Regions from separate parts of the Mus musculus genome. Here regions 1, 2 and 4 are each linked to region 3. Evidence: chromatin contacts called from public HiChIP or PLAC-seq, Micro-C and promoter capture Hi-C data. All regions are on one chromosome and are shown on one strand. Each heading gives the region's core, a stretch centred on a gene start, on an enhancer-like site or on the middle of the called end of the contact. The rest is flanking DNA. Distances are from core to core; before and after follow the strand shown. Region 1 overlaps Bfsp2 (beaded filament structural protein 2, phakinin). Region 2 holds the start of 5830418P13Rik (RIKEN cDNA 5830418P13 gene). Region 3 holds the start of Tmem108 (transmembrane protein 108). Region 4 holds the start of Acad11 (acyl-Coenzyme A dehydrogenase family, member 11).

The links. Promoter capture Hi-C pulls out the DNA fragments that hold promoters and counts their contacts. A called contact is a pair of places that touch in the nucleus more often than the background predicts. HiChIP or PLAC-seq counts read pairs in DNA pulled down with a chosen protein or histone mark.
Region 1: an H3K4me3 HiChIP or PLAC-seq map of forebrain shows a contact between it and region 3, with 2.9 times the contacts expected there. The contact joins the enhancer-like site here to the promoter of Tmem108 in region 3. A contact is called at or near these places in 3 of 39 promoter capture datasets (cranial neural crest, neural stem cells and pre-B cells), 3 of 115 datasets of contacts at active chromatin or transcription factors (forebrain, large pre-B cells and pro-B cells) and 2 of 9 other capture datasets (embryonic stem cells and liver).
Region 2: a promoter capture Hi-C map of pre-B cells shows a contact between it and region 3, with 3 times the contacts expected there. The contact joins the promoter of 5830418P13Rik here to the promoter of Tmem108 in region 3. A contact is called at or near these places in 5 of 39 promoter capture datasets (the 3T3-L1 cell line, cranial neural crest, hippocampal neurons and 2 more) and 1 of 115 datasets of contacts at active chromatin or transcription factors (large pre-B cells).
Region 4: a contact with region 3 is called in a Micro-C map of embryonic stem cells, with 3 times the contacts expected there. The contact joins the promoter of Acad11 here to the promoter of Tmem108 in region 3. A contact is called at or near these places in 1 of 39 promoter capture datasets (cranial neural crest), 2 of 484 Hi-C or Micro-C datasets (both in embryonic stem cells) and 1 of 115 datasets of contacts at active chromatin or transcription factors (large pre-B cells).

Annotation. Positions count from the first base shown.
Region 1 is chr9:103,442,323-103,445,180 of GRCm38.p6, forward strand. The region is part of intron 4 of Bfsp2 (beaded filament structural protein 2, phakinin); the gene reads right to left. The region is part of intron 5 of 5830418P13Rik (RIKEN cDNA 5830418P13 gene); the gene reads left to right. Among named protein-coding and RNA genes, the nearest start is that of 5830418P13Rik, 20 kb to the left of the region's middle. Within about 2 kb of position 1,334, at least 47 of the 459 cell types and tissues checked have an H3K27ac peak or open chromatin away from gene starts, as enhancers often do. A contact at or near this core is called in forebrain, where this site is marked.
Region 2 is chr9:103,421,829-103,425,101 of GRCm38.p6, forward strand. 5830418P13Rik (RIKEN cDNA 5830418P13 gene) reads left to right here and starts at 1,750. Exons shown (of 6, transcript NR_040466.1): 1 at 1,750-1,801. It overlaps Bfsp2 (beaded filament structural protein 2, phakinin), which reads right to left. Exons shown (of 7, transcript NM_001002896.3): 7 at 3,096-3,273.
Region 3 is chr9:103,759,943-103,763,193 of GRCm38.p6, forward strand. Tmem108 (transmembrane protein 108) reads right to left here and starts at 1,895. Exons shown (of 6, transcript NM_178638.4): 1 at 1,813-1,895.
Region 4 is chr9:104,062,364-104,065,263 of GRCm38.p6, forward strand. Acad11 (acyl-Coenzyme A dehydrogenase family, member 11) reads left to right here and starts at 1,361. Exons shown (of 20, transcript NM_175324.4): 1 at 1,361-1,540. The coding sequence starts at 1,398. Uba5 (ubiquitin-like modifier activating enzyme 5) reads right to left here and starts at 758. Exons shown (of 12, transcript NM_025692.3): 1 at 429-758. The coding sequence starts at 583.

The sequences.
Region 1 (2,858 bases), core at 84-2,583, 320 kb before region 3:
GTTAAAAACAAATAAACAAAGCCAGGAATCCTGGTGAGGTGGTATACACTTGAAATCCCTGTGCTAGGGAGGCGGAGGCAGGGGGATTTCTGGGGTTTGCTGGACTGCCAGTGTAGTCTAATTGGTGAATTCCAAGCCAATGAGAAACTGTTTTGAAAAAACGAGGTAGGTGACATTTCTCAGATAGCTGATCGAGTCCTTTGGCATCCCCCCCCAAACCACCTTACACACACACACATCTACCTGAACATATACCTACCTGTATATACACACAAACTTGTATACAGACACACATACACACACCTACCTGAACATACACATGCCTGTATATACACACACACCTACCTGTACATACACCTACCTGTATATACACACAAACTTGTATACAGACACACACACATACACCTACCTGAACATACACATACCTATATATACACACACACTTGTATACAAACACACACACACCTACCTGTACATACACCTACCTGTATATACACACAAACTTGTATACAGACACACACACACACACACACACACACACACCACACCCCTACCTGAACATACACATACCTGTATATACACACACACCTACCTGAACATACACATACCTGTATATACACACACACTTGTATACAGACACACACACACACACACACCTACCTGTATATACACCTACCTGTATATACACACAAACTTGTACACACACACACACACACACACACACCAGAAAGAGCTGGCAATAGTTGCAACAGATGCTCACCCACGTGTCTTTATCCCTCGTGCCTTCAATGTTTAGTGTTCCTGGATCCCCACTGCTGCCTCTGCCTCTGTGCTTGAGGTTGCTCTGAAGTCCTGGAAAAGGTCACCTGGCTAGCAGGTAGCTGAAGTATTCATGTCCCTGCCCCTTGCCTCCTTCCTTCCGTACTCTGCATCCATCGTTTCTCAGCATCCCCCTAAGCTGCTCCAATCTCAGCTGCTCATAAGACAGCCTTTGTTGGTTCGCCCACCCCTGACTCACCCACTAATCCCAAATAAATCACCACCACTCCAATATTTATCTCAAGATCTGCTTCTGGGGGAACATCAACTAAGACATAAATTAATCACGTTAATTAATTTTCAGCCTCCTTGGGCCGAAAGGTAATTAAATGCATGTTTTCCTTCCCTTTCCAAAGGCCTTTGGAAGCAGTGAGGAGCCATTGAGTTTGGCTTTGCTGCCAAGTAGCAGACATGAGAAGCTCGGGGCAGGCAAATGTCAGCCCCCGAGGGCACAGCCACAGCCGACAAGCTATTTATTGCAGGAATCCTGGCTGTCAGTTCTGATCCCTGTTGACAATCAGAGGAATTCACTCGTTCTGCAAATATTTTCTGAGTTCTGCGTCGCTGCAAGAGGCCCAGGCAGCGCTGGCCAAATGAAAACAAATCCTGTCTGTCTTCCATGAGAGGTGGCCTTCAGATCGCTCTATTAAAAACACTAATGAATCTGTTCAGAATTAATGTTGGAGTTAGTGTTGAGCCGACGGCCATTCTCAGATGAGGGCTGAAAGATAATGGCCAGTTTTGTGGGTTTTTAAATTTTCACGCTAGGCAGGATTTATTTCTGATAATGATAATGACCCAGTCCATTCTTAAAGAGGCACCCGCTCAGTGTGGTGTGAGCCTCAGCAGTGCTTGGAGGGAAATCAGGCGGCAAACTGGGTTTAGTTAGCTTTGGCAACGGAGCTGGGAAAGACACAGCCAGCCAGGCGTGACTGTGCACACCTGTAATCTTTTTTTTCTCATTATCTCCTTTCACAGTGGTAACTAACTTTATTTTCTTTCTTTCTTTTTACATTTTTTTTTTCTCCCATACATTACATCCTGACTAGTTTCCCTTCCTTTACTCTTCCCCAGATCCACTCCTTCTGGTTTCCCTTCAAAACAAGAGCAGGCCTCCCAGGGATATCAACCAAACATGGCATAATAGGTTACAATGAGCGTAAGCACAAACCCTTATACCAAGGCTGGATGAGGCGACCCGGTAAGAGGAAAAGGGTCCCAAGAGCAAGACTAAGTGTCAGAGATAGCCCCACTCCCACTGTTAGGACTCCCACGAAGACACTCAGCCACACAACTATCATGTATATACAGAGGACCTCGCTCAGACCCACGGAAGCTCTGTAACTGCTGCTTCTGTCTCTCTGAGCCCATATGAGCCCTGCTTAGTTGATGCTGTGGGCTGAGTTCTCATGGCATGCCTGCAATCTTAGCATATGGGAAGCTGAAGCAAGAGGATGGGAAGATCAGGTGTGGCCTAGGCTACACAGGGAGAACCTATCTCAAGCAAATGGACAAGGTGGGTGTGGTGCTAAACACCTGTAATCCTAGCACTTTAGAGGTTGAAGCAGGAGCGTCAAGAGTTCTAGTCTGTAACTGGAGAGATGGCTCGGTGGCTATGAGTGCTCACTGCTCTTGTAGAAGACCTGGGTTTTATTCTCAGTACCCATGAGGTAGCTCACAATTGCCTATAATTCCAGTTTTAGGGAATCTGGCGCCCTCTTCTGATGTTCCCTGGCACTGCATGCATGTGGTGAACATACATACACTCAGGTGCACACACATATACGTTAAATAAATACTAAAGAGTTCAGGGTCATCATTGGCTACATAGAGAATTTGAGCTTAGCTTGTGGCATAGGAGACCCTGCCTCGAAAACTTAAAGAAGGGAAGGAGGGAAGAAAGGGGGAGGAGGGAGAAGAGAAGGAAGAGGAAGAGGAAGAAGAAGATGTTGATGCTATAGAAGGAAGGTTCTTGGATTAGGATCCAGAAGAGTTGAGCCTGGTGCTACCAATCAGCCGAGTGACCTTGGGGAGTCCCT
Region 2 (3,273 bases), core at 500-2,999, 340 kb before region 3:
TCAGCTACTTAGCAAGCTCGAGGATCCCGCCTCAAAACCAGAACCAAATCAAACCAACAGTAGCAACAACAACAAAAGGAATAGCAGTGCGGTGGCACGGAGCCTTTAACCCCAGCACTCTGAAGGCAGAGGCGAGCGGCTCTCTGAAAGCTCTAGGCCACCACGGTCTACATAGTGTGTTCTAGACTAGCCAGGGGTACATAGAAAGATCCTGTTTGTAAAAAAGGAAAAGAAAAATGTATATAATATGTTGGGTATACTTATACTAAAAAAAAAAAAAATGTTGGTTATCTGACAAATTAAACCAGGCATCTTACATTTCTGTTTGCCAGTGGCAACCACTGCTAAGATTCTGTATTGGCCCAAATCCTATCTTGCCCAGAGAGGCAGTCTATTGAGCCAGCAAGCTGGCTCATTGGGAAAGGCACTTGTCACCAAGTCTGATGACCTGAGTTTGATCCCCTGGGATTAACATGGTGGAAGGAGAGAACCAACTCCCAAAAGTTGTCCTCTGACTCCACCAGCACCCCGACAAGCTCCTCCCAACAAACACATGGGTGTAATTAAGTAAAAGCTGGTGAGGTGGCCCAAGGGCTTATTGAAGAATGTGTGTAGGGCAGTTAAACAAAGGGCAGTGAACTGGGTGGCACTTACTGAATCCTGTAGTGGAGAAGCAACTGAAATCAGATTTATCTTCATGCCTTTGGGGACAAAATGAATTCAGGGAAGGGGCCATGCAAACTGTACAGTGCCACGTTGCTTTGTTTAGTCCTTGCCCCACCAAGATTGTCAACCCATGAGAACAGAAATGATCTTCCTTATATGGGTATTCCCCCTCCCCCCAGTCTGTCAAAACATTTGAGCATCAATCCATGCTTAAAAGAATTACCAATATCCTTGAAGTACAATTTAAGGACATTGTTATCAAAGGATGTGGGGGTCTCAACGCTAATGGGTGCTATTATGGTATGTGTGTGTGTGCGTGCGTGCGTGCGTGCGTGTGTGTGTGTGTGTGTGTGTGTGTGTGTGTGCGCGCGCACGCGCGCTCTCAAGCACACACCTGGAAACCCAAAATCCATGGAGTTGAGTAGTACGGTGTGGAAAGAGCTTAGGAGGAATCCAGCCAAAGCCCTTTACCCATCTACTCCAGAACAAATGCTCGTCACCACCGGCAGCAGCCTCCCCCACCACCTGTCAGGGAACCACTGCCAACGGGTAATTGTACCGTGATGTTGTGAGAGGAAGTCTGATTTTCAAAAGGCGCTGGCAGAATCCAGGGGCCAGCGGGGCCTTTTCATACCTGCTAACGAAGCCTCATTAGAAGCAGCAGGAGCCTGCGCTGGGAACTGGAAGCAGCCGTCAGTCATGATCTTCCCCTGCCAAAAGGTGATTAACTTTCTGACTCGCGGCACCTGCTCGTGGAGATTTGCAGGGCAGAAGAGTCTAAAACTCGCAGCCCCACTGGGAGAAACCCTTGAGAGGGCGCGCATCTACTCTCCTTGCATACCAGTGGCTTCCAGATTCGGCAAAAACAAACAAACAAACAAACAAACAAACAAAACCCCAGCATGGGGTCCTCTTCACCTTCCAGGCCCTGGGCTGTGTAGAGGTTGGAAACTGAAATCTTGGCTTGGAAATAATAATTAAGGATAATAAGAAAGGCAAGAAGGTCTTGCAGCATCCAATGTCGCTGAGACAGCTGCACTGTCTTCCTGATGGCTTTTGCACCCAGGTGGTTCAATTAGGAGCAGTTCGCAGCGAGCAAGCTAGCAGGGCAGTGGAGGCTTAGCTGAAACGGAGCGTAAGTGGTGTCTTTTCTATTTCTGGACTTCAGACACTGAATTATGTAAAGATATTGTGTAGAGTCTAAGTAACTGGCCTTCTGGGAGACTCGTGGGTTCTCTTTCTTTGGTCCTGCAGGCCAGCAAGGAAATCTACGGGACAGAATCCTAACCAGGACACACCTTGCTTCTTTTAAAAGGTTGTTGGCTTGTTTTGTTTTTTGAGACAGGATTCCTTTGTGTAACAGCCTTGACTGTTCTGAAACTCTTTTTTGTATGTCAGCCTGGCCTTGAACTCACAGAGATCCACCTGCCTCTGCCTCCTGAGTGCTGAGATTAAAGGTGTGCAACCTCACATTCTCGGCTGTTTGTTTTTAAATAAAGGTAAACACTGTTTATTGGTCTTTTTGGGACTTTACATCCATATGAAGGTCTTCAAATGTTCCCACACAGGGATGTATCCCTCTGTTGGGGTAAGTAGCTCACAGTGACAAAGGGACAACGACGGAGCTTATCTTGGTCTAATTCTGTGTAGCAGGCAGGTAACAGAAACAGACGTGTTTGTTTTTGTGGTGTGGTGGTGTGTGGTTTTAGAAGCACTGAGAGCCTGTGGTCCCACACAGGTGGTGGTTTCAGTTGTAATCTGAGGGCAGGAGGGTCTTGCCTTCGTGGGAAGCAGATGCATGAATAGATTTGGCTGGCCCGAGCCTTGAGAGGGCTGGCGTGGGGGGCGGGGGGGGGGGGTGGAGGGCGCTGGCATGTGGATCCCAAAAAAGAAATGTTGAGGCTGTAAATGGGTGAACTACCACAACCTAATTAGTCCCCCATGGGTTGAAACTGATGGAGAGGTGTTATGCTATGGGCAAATGAGATGTGTGTGTGTGTGTGTGTGTGTGTGTGTGTGTGACAGAGAGAGAGAGAGAGAGAGAGAGAGAGAGAGAGAGAGAGAGAGAGAGAGAGATTTGCATGTGACCAGGGTACCCGTCAAGTGCAGAACTTTTGAATGAACAGCCTTTGTGTGTTGATAAAACCAGAACAGTTGACCTTGAGGCAATGATGAGACTGATGGACTCATTTAACAGGCTCAACATGCTGTCTAGAAGCATCCAAGAATGGCTCCCAGTATGGGGGGTGTAGTGTATCATACACACTTAGCATGCATGAGGCCCTGGGTCCTATCCTTTGAACCAACAAAACAAACACACGCACATACTCATGAAACACCAACCCAAATCCCCAAAGAGGCCCTGGGACCTGCAGAGAAAAGGAAGGGTTTCTGCACCACCAGCAAGTTAGCCACAGCAAATGGCAGACTGGGAGCCACACGCAAAGTATTTATTCAGAGAGGCCTCGGTTGTTCAAGCTACAGACTACAGAAATGGGAGCAGAATTCTCTCCACCCCCAGGGAGCTCCGTCTGAGTCAGCTAGGGAGTCCAGCAGCCACTGAGGTTCTTCAGACGTCACCGGTGGGCTGCCGAGGAAGGCAGAGTT
Region 3 (3,251 bases), core at 645-3,144:
AAAATGTGTGCTTTTCTCAAACCATGCCACCACCTCCTTCGTCCTCAACATTCCTCTCCCATCCCCAGTGCATATCAGCTTCCATATTTAAGTTGTCCCCACTAATTTGCTGTGTTTCCGTCTGTCAGATAAGAACCTTTATTGCGCTTTAGTGGGGTCAGCTGTGGTGTTCCCACTGTGCCTCACAGCAGATTCCGTTCTACGCTCATCTCAGGAAACCACCATAAGTTTACTCCGTGCTGTGCTGCTGAGAGTCCCGAGTTTGATTCCTGTAGTCTAACAAATGGAAGGGGTGCCTTCTCAAAACAACAGAACAAAAACAACAAAATGTTTGCTTTTCTTTTTTTAAACTTGCCCAATGAATTGAAATTTTCAGCAAGTAAAATGAATATTGTGTAATTCAATAAATTAAATTGAGTATTTTGCTGGCACAAGGTATGCTTGTTTTAGATGCCTAAGAAAAAAGCAACTTCACACGAGGGAAGAAGGGGCCTTACAGTAGGATCAGAATGTCCCCAGAGAGTCGGGCAGAGACTGAGTCACCTTAAGTTCTGAATGGGTGACACGGAAACTCTGGCAATTGGCTGAACCAGTTTTTACAAAGCCAGGTGCATCAGATTAGTTAACCCGCGGAAAACTCATGGGATCTTTCAAGTTTCACGTCTTTTAGACGCCTCGCATGTCATTGCTACTGTGTTTGGGGACACTCCCCAAGAACCTGCCTTTTAAGCACCATTTTAAACTCTTGGACACACCCTCCCTCTTCTAAAGGATTCTAGGGAGATTTCCTCCCCCCACACCCCATCTCTTTGGCAGTCAAATGGTCTTTAAATAAATAATAAAAAAAACCCATACACTTTAGCAAAGATTTACAAAGTGCATCTTAGACCCTACCTCCCCTCTCCCTCTGTTGCTTGCCCTCCTGACAGACTGAAACTAAGTACCCTCTTGAATAGACCTAGAAAGTCACAGAACCCACCCCCACCCCGCGTCTTCTATCTTCTTGAAGAAGCCTCTCAGTGCACTGTCTGGTCTGCAGTTCACTGCAGGCAAATTCCCTCACTATTTCCCAGTCACCAGTTACACTGTCTCTGGAAACCGGTTTTTGTGACCTGCTCTATCTAATTGTTTTAAAGGGAAAAATATTTAAGGTTTGTAACGCATCTCTGGATTCTCTCCGTAGGTTCCGAGCATTGTATTTCGGTGAAGTCTGGGGTGAGGGCAGGCTCGAGGTCCAGCGGACAGACAGGGTAGCCTTCCCCAGGGCACCCTTTTCCAGGCAGCACAGGCTCGGTTCCCCCACGATGCTCGCTCCCGCATCGAGGCAGAAGAATCATCAGCTGCGCTATGAATTCCGCTTCTCTCGCAGTCACCGGATTAGTTCGGGTCTCAAGGGCTCGAACCAAAGTGACACTACCCTCTCCCCGACCCTTTCGTTCTCCTATGCGACAGGTCCCACTGCATGGAAGCCACCTTCTGCCCAGACCCAGTCCAGCGCCCGTGGCGCCCTCGCAGCGCCTCAGGAGCCCTTCCCCTGGGGAGGGGACCGGTGGCAGCATCCCTCCGGGGCGGGAAACAAAGGCCGAGGCGAGGCGACCAGGTGGGCAAGCCTCTTCGGGCACAGCCGCGGTGACCGCGGGGAGGATGGCGAGATGTATCAGAGGGTGGGAAAAGGGAAACCAAGGCTCGGAGACTAGCGAATGCTTGGGCTGCATCCTCCCTAGTGCAGGGCTCCCGGGGCAGGCGAACCCAGAGCCATCCCCCGCCGCTCCCTGGGACCCGGCATCAGAGGGACCGCCCCACTCCGCTCACCTCGGGAGAAGCGCTCCGGCTCCCTCCGACGGCTCCGGAGAAAGCCCCGCCGCTCGCGCTCGCGCACGCGCACTCGCGCCTTCGCCCCTCCGGCCCCCGCGGGCGCCCCTCCGACCGGGCTCTGGCCCGCCCCGGCCCTGTCCGTCAGCGTCCGCGAGAACCAATCGTGTCGCGTGGACAGCCCAGCGCTGGTCACGTGGCCTCACAAGCCAATCACCAAATTGCCCTCGGCAAGCGCCTGGCTCCGATGTCCCCGGGGGTTCGGTTGCTACCTAGTAGAGCGGGTGCGAGGCGGGCACAAAGGGCTGAGTCCCTTATTTCCGCGGATGAGTGGCGTCCAGTTGGCCAATTCCTACATCTAGTTATTTCTTAGATCCTAGCTTAAATAAGAATCACCTGGGAGTCTAGTTAAAGTCTGGGGTGTAAGCTCGAGAATCTGCATTTCTTACAAGTCCCCAAGTAGTGATGAACCTTCTCTTGGTCCAAGGCCATGCTTTAAGGAGCACTGTCAAAAAATGATGTGGCTAGCCCCTGCCCCGTTTATTTGTAAGTTTCACGACCTTTCTTGCCCTTCAGTGTTGAAGAGCATTCAGACGTGTGGTGAAGTGATGAGACCTAGAGTTTGAACAGCAGCTGAGGAAAGGGTATGGAGTATACCTGGGCCAACTTTATGTGTATGTGGAACAGACTGAGTAGAGACAAATGAGAACACTCCGTGCTAAAGTGCTCACACGTGTGGCTCAGTATCACTATGCGAGACTTGACCAGATACGAGAGAAACCATCCAAGTGGTTCCAGCCTTGTAGAATCTCAACAGCCTGTAATAAGACTTTACGTTTGAATTTTAAAACAATGTTTTAAAATAGCAGTCCTTAGCCTATCTGTCGCGACCCCGTTAAGGACCATGGCTACATATATTTTTATGTTATAACTCATATCAGTAGCAAAATTACAGTTATAAAGTAGGAAAACAATTTTATGGTGGGGGGGGGGGTCACCACAATATGAGGAACCATGTTAAAGGGTCGCAGCATGAGGAAGGTTGAGAACCACTGTTCTAAAAGGATGGAGATGTAAGTAACTAACGCTTTGGACAATTTAGGTATAAAATGCAGAGCTTGAAACGTAGTTTCCCTTGAGGGTTTTTAAAGTTATCTAAATAATCCTTTGTTGCTAAGTCAGATAACCAATGCCTCTGCATCCTCAAACTTGAGATGGACATTTTTTAGACTAGACAACTAACAGGTTTGCTGTCCAGTATTGCCAAGTTTATTATTCAACAATGTTTCAGGATAGTTCAAGAGCACATACACACACATACACACACACAGAGACACACACACATACATACACACACTGTCTCCCTATGTAGTTGAGGCTGGCCTGGAATTTATGACCCTCTCTCAGTGTTCCAAGTGCTGGGATGCTGGGCATGCTGT
Region 4 (2,900 bases), core at 111-2,610, 300 kb after region 3:
TTCTATGCATCAGCCGATGCAGAGCCAGGTAGACTAATAAAGATAATGGTGACAGGAAACTGGGTACAGGACAGCAGGCAGAAGAGCTCCACCATATGGATGGATGGCTTGGATTGTTTGTTTTTTTTTAATAAAATGTTATTTTCCTTCCTTGCAGAAAAAAAGGGGTCTCACTACACAGCCCAAAGTGGCCTACAACTCCTGTAGCCCAGACTGACCTGGACCTCACGACAACCCCCTCTACCTCACCCTCCCGAATGCTACGATGAATCGTGAGCCAACTCGCTTGGTGAAGAATATCTTCTGACTAGCATAAGACATGGCCTTGCCCATCTGGGAACTGGACCTCCACAGCAGGAAAGGAGCGGCAGGAGGCCGGCTGAATCCCTCGCGCGGAGCGTGGCCCTGCCCGCCCCGTCATGGATCACCTGTAGGGATTGGAATCCAACACCTCGTCGCTCATCTCCTGGATGCGGGTCCGGCCGCAGTGGCCGTCCCCTCCAGAGCGCCGGGTTCTCTCCCGGGCGAGTTCCTGCTCCAGCTCCTCAACCCGCTGTCGCAGCCGCTCCACCGAGTCGGCCATGGCTGGGCTCCCGGTGGCCTCCGATCCCAGGCCGGACCGCCGCCGTCGCCGTCGTCGCCGCCTCCCCACGCTGCCTCGCTGGGCCCACGAAGCGCAGGAGGAACAGACACAGCCTTCCAGGTCCAGACACCGGCGAAGCGGCTCCAAGGCTCCCAGTAAGACACGTCTCCGGCACGCCCACCGGGCTTCCGGCGTGCCACTTCCGGTGCGCCGCCGCCATCGCTCCGCTCGGTAAAAAAAAAAAAAAAATAATAATAATAAATAAAAACACTCCTCAAAACACTTAGCTTTCTTCTCTAGAACCAAGACCCAGGTCTCAGCAGAGCCAGCATCATATGTGTCCAGATCAAGTCGACGGCCATTCCGTCTTTCCTATCTAGGAGGCCATGAGAAACACCAGGGTCTTTTAATGCAGGCTCAAGGTTCTGGCGGACTCTCTTCTTGCACGGACCGCACAGGTCTTCCGCTGGCGCGTCCTTAGTCTAGGGTGACAGCTGTTTGTCTTCATTCGCCAGAGTCACGTTTGCGACCTTGTTTTTCTATAAGACTGAGGACTCCAGCTCTGACGCTGAGGGTAAATTCTAAGTCTGGTCCCACAACAGGCAATTCTTTTATTTCTCCACCAGACTCCGAGTCCCAGACTCCGCCTCCCACATGGCTTTGCAGCAACACTGCCCAGAGTCCCGGTGATTGGCTTCTCCTAAGCCCCGCCCGACCACGCCCCCCCCCCCCCCCCCCCAAGTGCCGGTCTCCTTTCTGCCTTGGCGCAACCTCCGTACAGTCTGTGGATTCCTCGGTGACAACAGTGGCGGTCATGGAGACGGATGTCACCAGTGACACCGTGGAAGTGCTACCCCAGCACAAGTTCGACCTCAGGTCCCTGGAGGCCTACCTGAATCAGCACTTGCCGGGCTTTGGGTCAGATTCCCGGGCTGTGCTGACTGTTACTCAATACAGGTATCAACCATAGCCTTTGCCTCCTGGGAACATGTCTGTGCTTGGTGCTTCGCTTCCTTTGGCCCTGGGTGGGTGTCTCATTTGCCCGGTCGGGATTTCTTTCCCTGCAAGGATGCTTCCTGGATAATTTGTACTCGAATCCCAGGCTAGTCTGAATTAGAGGGCAGGAGCAGAGGTGCAGTATCCATTATGCAGTGCAGTCTTGTTAAGGACTAAAATTATGTGTCTAATTCACCGAGAGTGTTGCGGCTGAACACTCTTGAATTCCTAATAGATATCTTCTGTGACCTTCTGTGCTACAATCTAAAGATCAGTTTCTGAGGGGCTGGTGCCATTTTGTTTAATTGACCTTAGTCACCTGGGGCTAGGTTAATAATACCAGCTAAAATATACCAATTCGATTCTAGACATTCCACTTCACTGTTTTTAGCACCACTTAAGGCCTAAGTTCTTGAAGCAAGGGAATTAAACGGGAGGAGGTGACTCCAAGAATACCTTTCCCCACTGACAAGTGAATCTGGTTTTAGTCTGGTGTTTTGTAAATAGAGAGGGTATTTTTTGTTTGGTTTTTGATTTTTGTTTTTTTTTTACTTTTATACAGTTCCAGTATAAAACCATTTCATATGGTTTCAGTAAACTGTGCCTGGCCTTTCTATCTGGGGATTTAACTGTAACATAAATTCAGAGATCAAAGTTCCTTTCCTGTAATATTTGCCTGTATCCATTAGTCTTGATAAAGAAATGAAGTGATTTAGGTGAAAGGACTTAAGCATTGAAATATCCGTGGAGAGGTGGAATAAGTAATAGTTGACACTTCTAAACTTAATACTTTGTGTTGTAAACAGACTGAAGCAGGTCAAAGTTCACATTTCAGTGATTAGTTCACTCTGTGGAATTTGGCCAGCTTATTGTCCTGCTTTCAGATAAAGGTTATATATGTTCACATTACTGTGGTCCTGTGCAGACTTAAAATAATTCTGAATTAAGTTGATGTTCACCAAAATCATGCTCAATACATGAAATTAGTTGTGATACAAAAAAAAGTACTTCTGAAGTCAAACCTAGGGCTACATGGCTTTAATCCCAACAATCTAAAGATCCCTGGAGATTGGAGGCTGAGGAAAAATGATTGTGAATTTGAGGCCAGTCTGGGCTATGTAGCAATCCTTGGTTTCAAACACTATTTTTCCAGGAATGTTATATAATCTTGATTTAACATAGATGTACATATTCAACAGAGAAAACACATTCATTTTCAGGACATATGAAAAATTATAAAAATAAAAGTAGATAGATAGAAAGAGAGAGAAATAGTAAGGCCACAAAAATCTCAAAGGAATCTTTTAAAAGTTTAGACCAG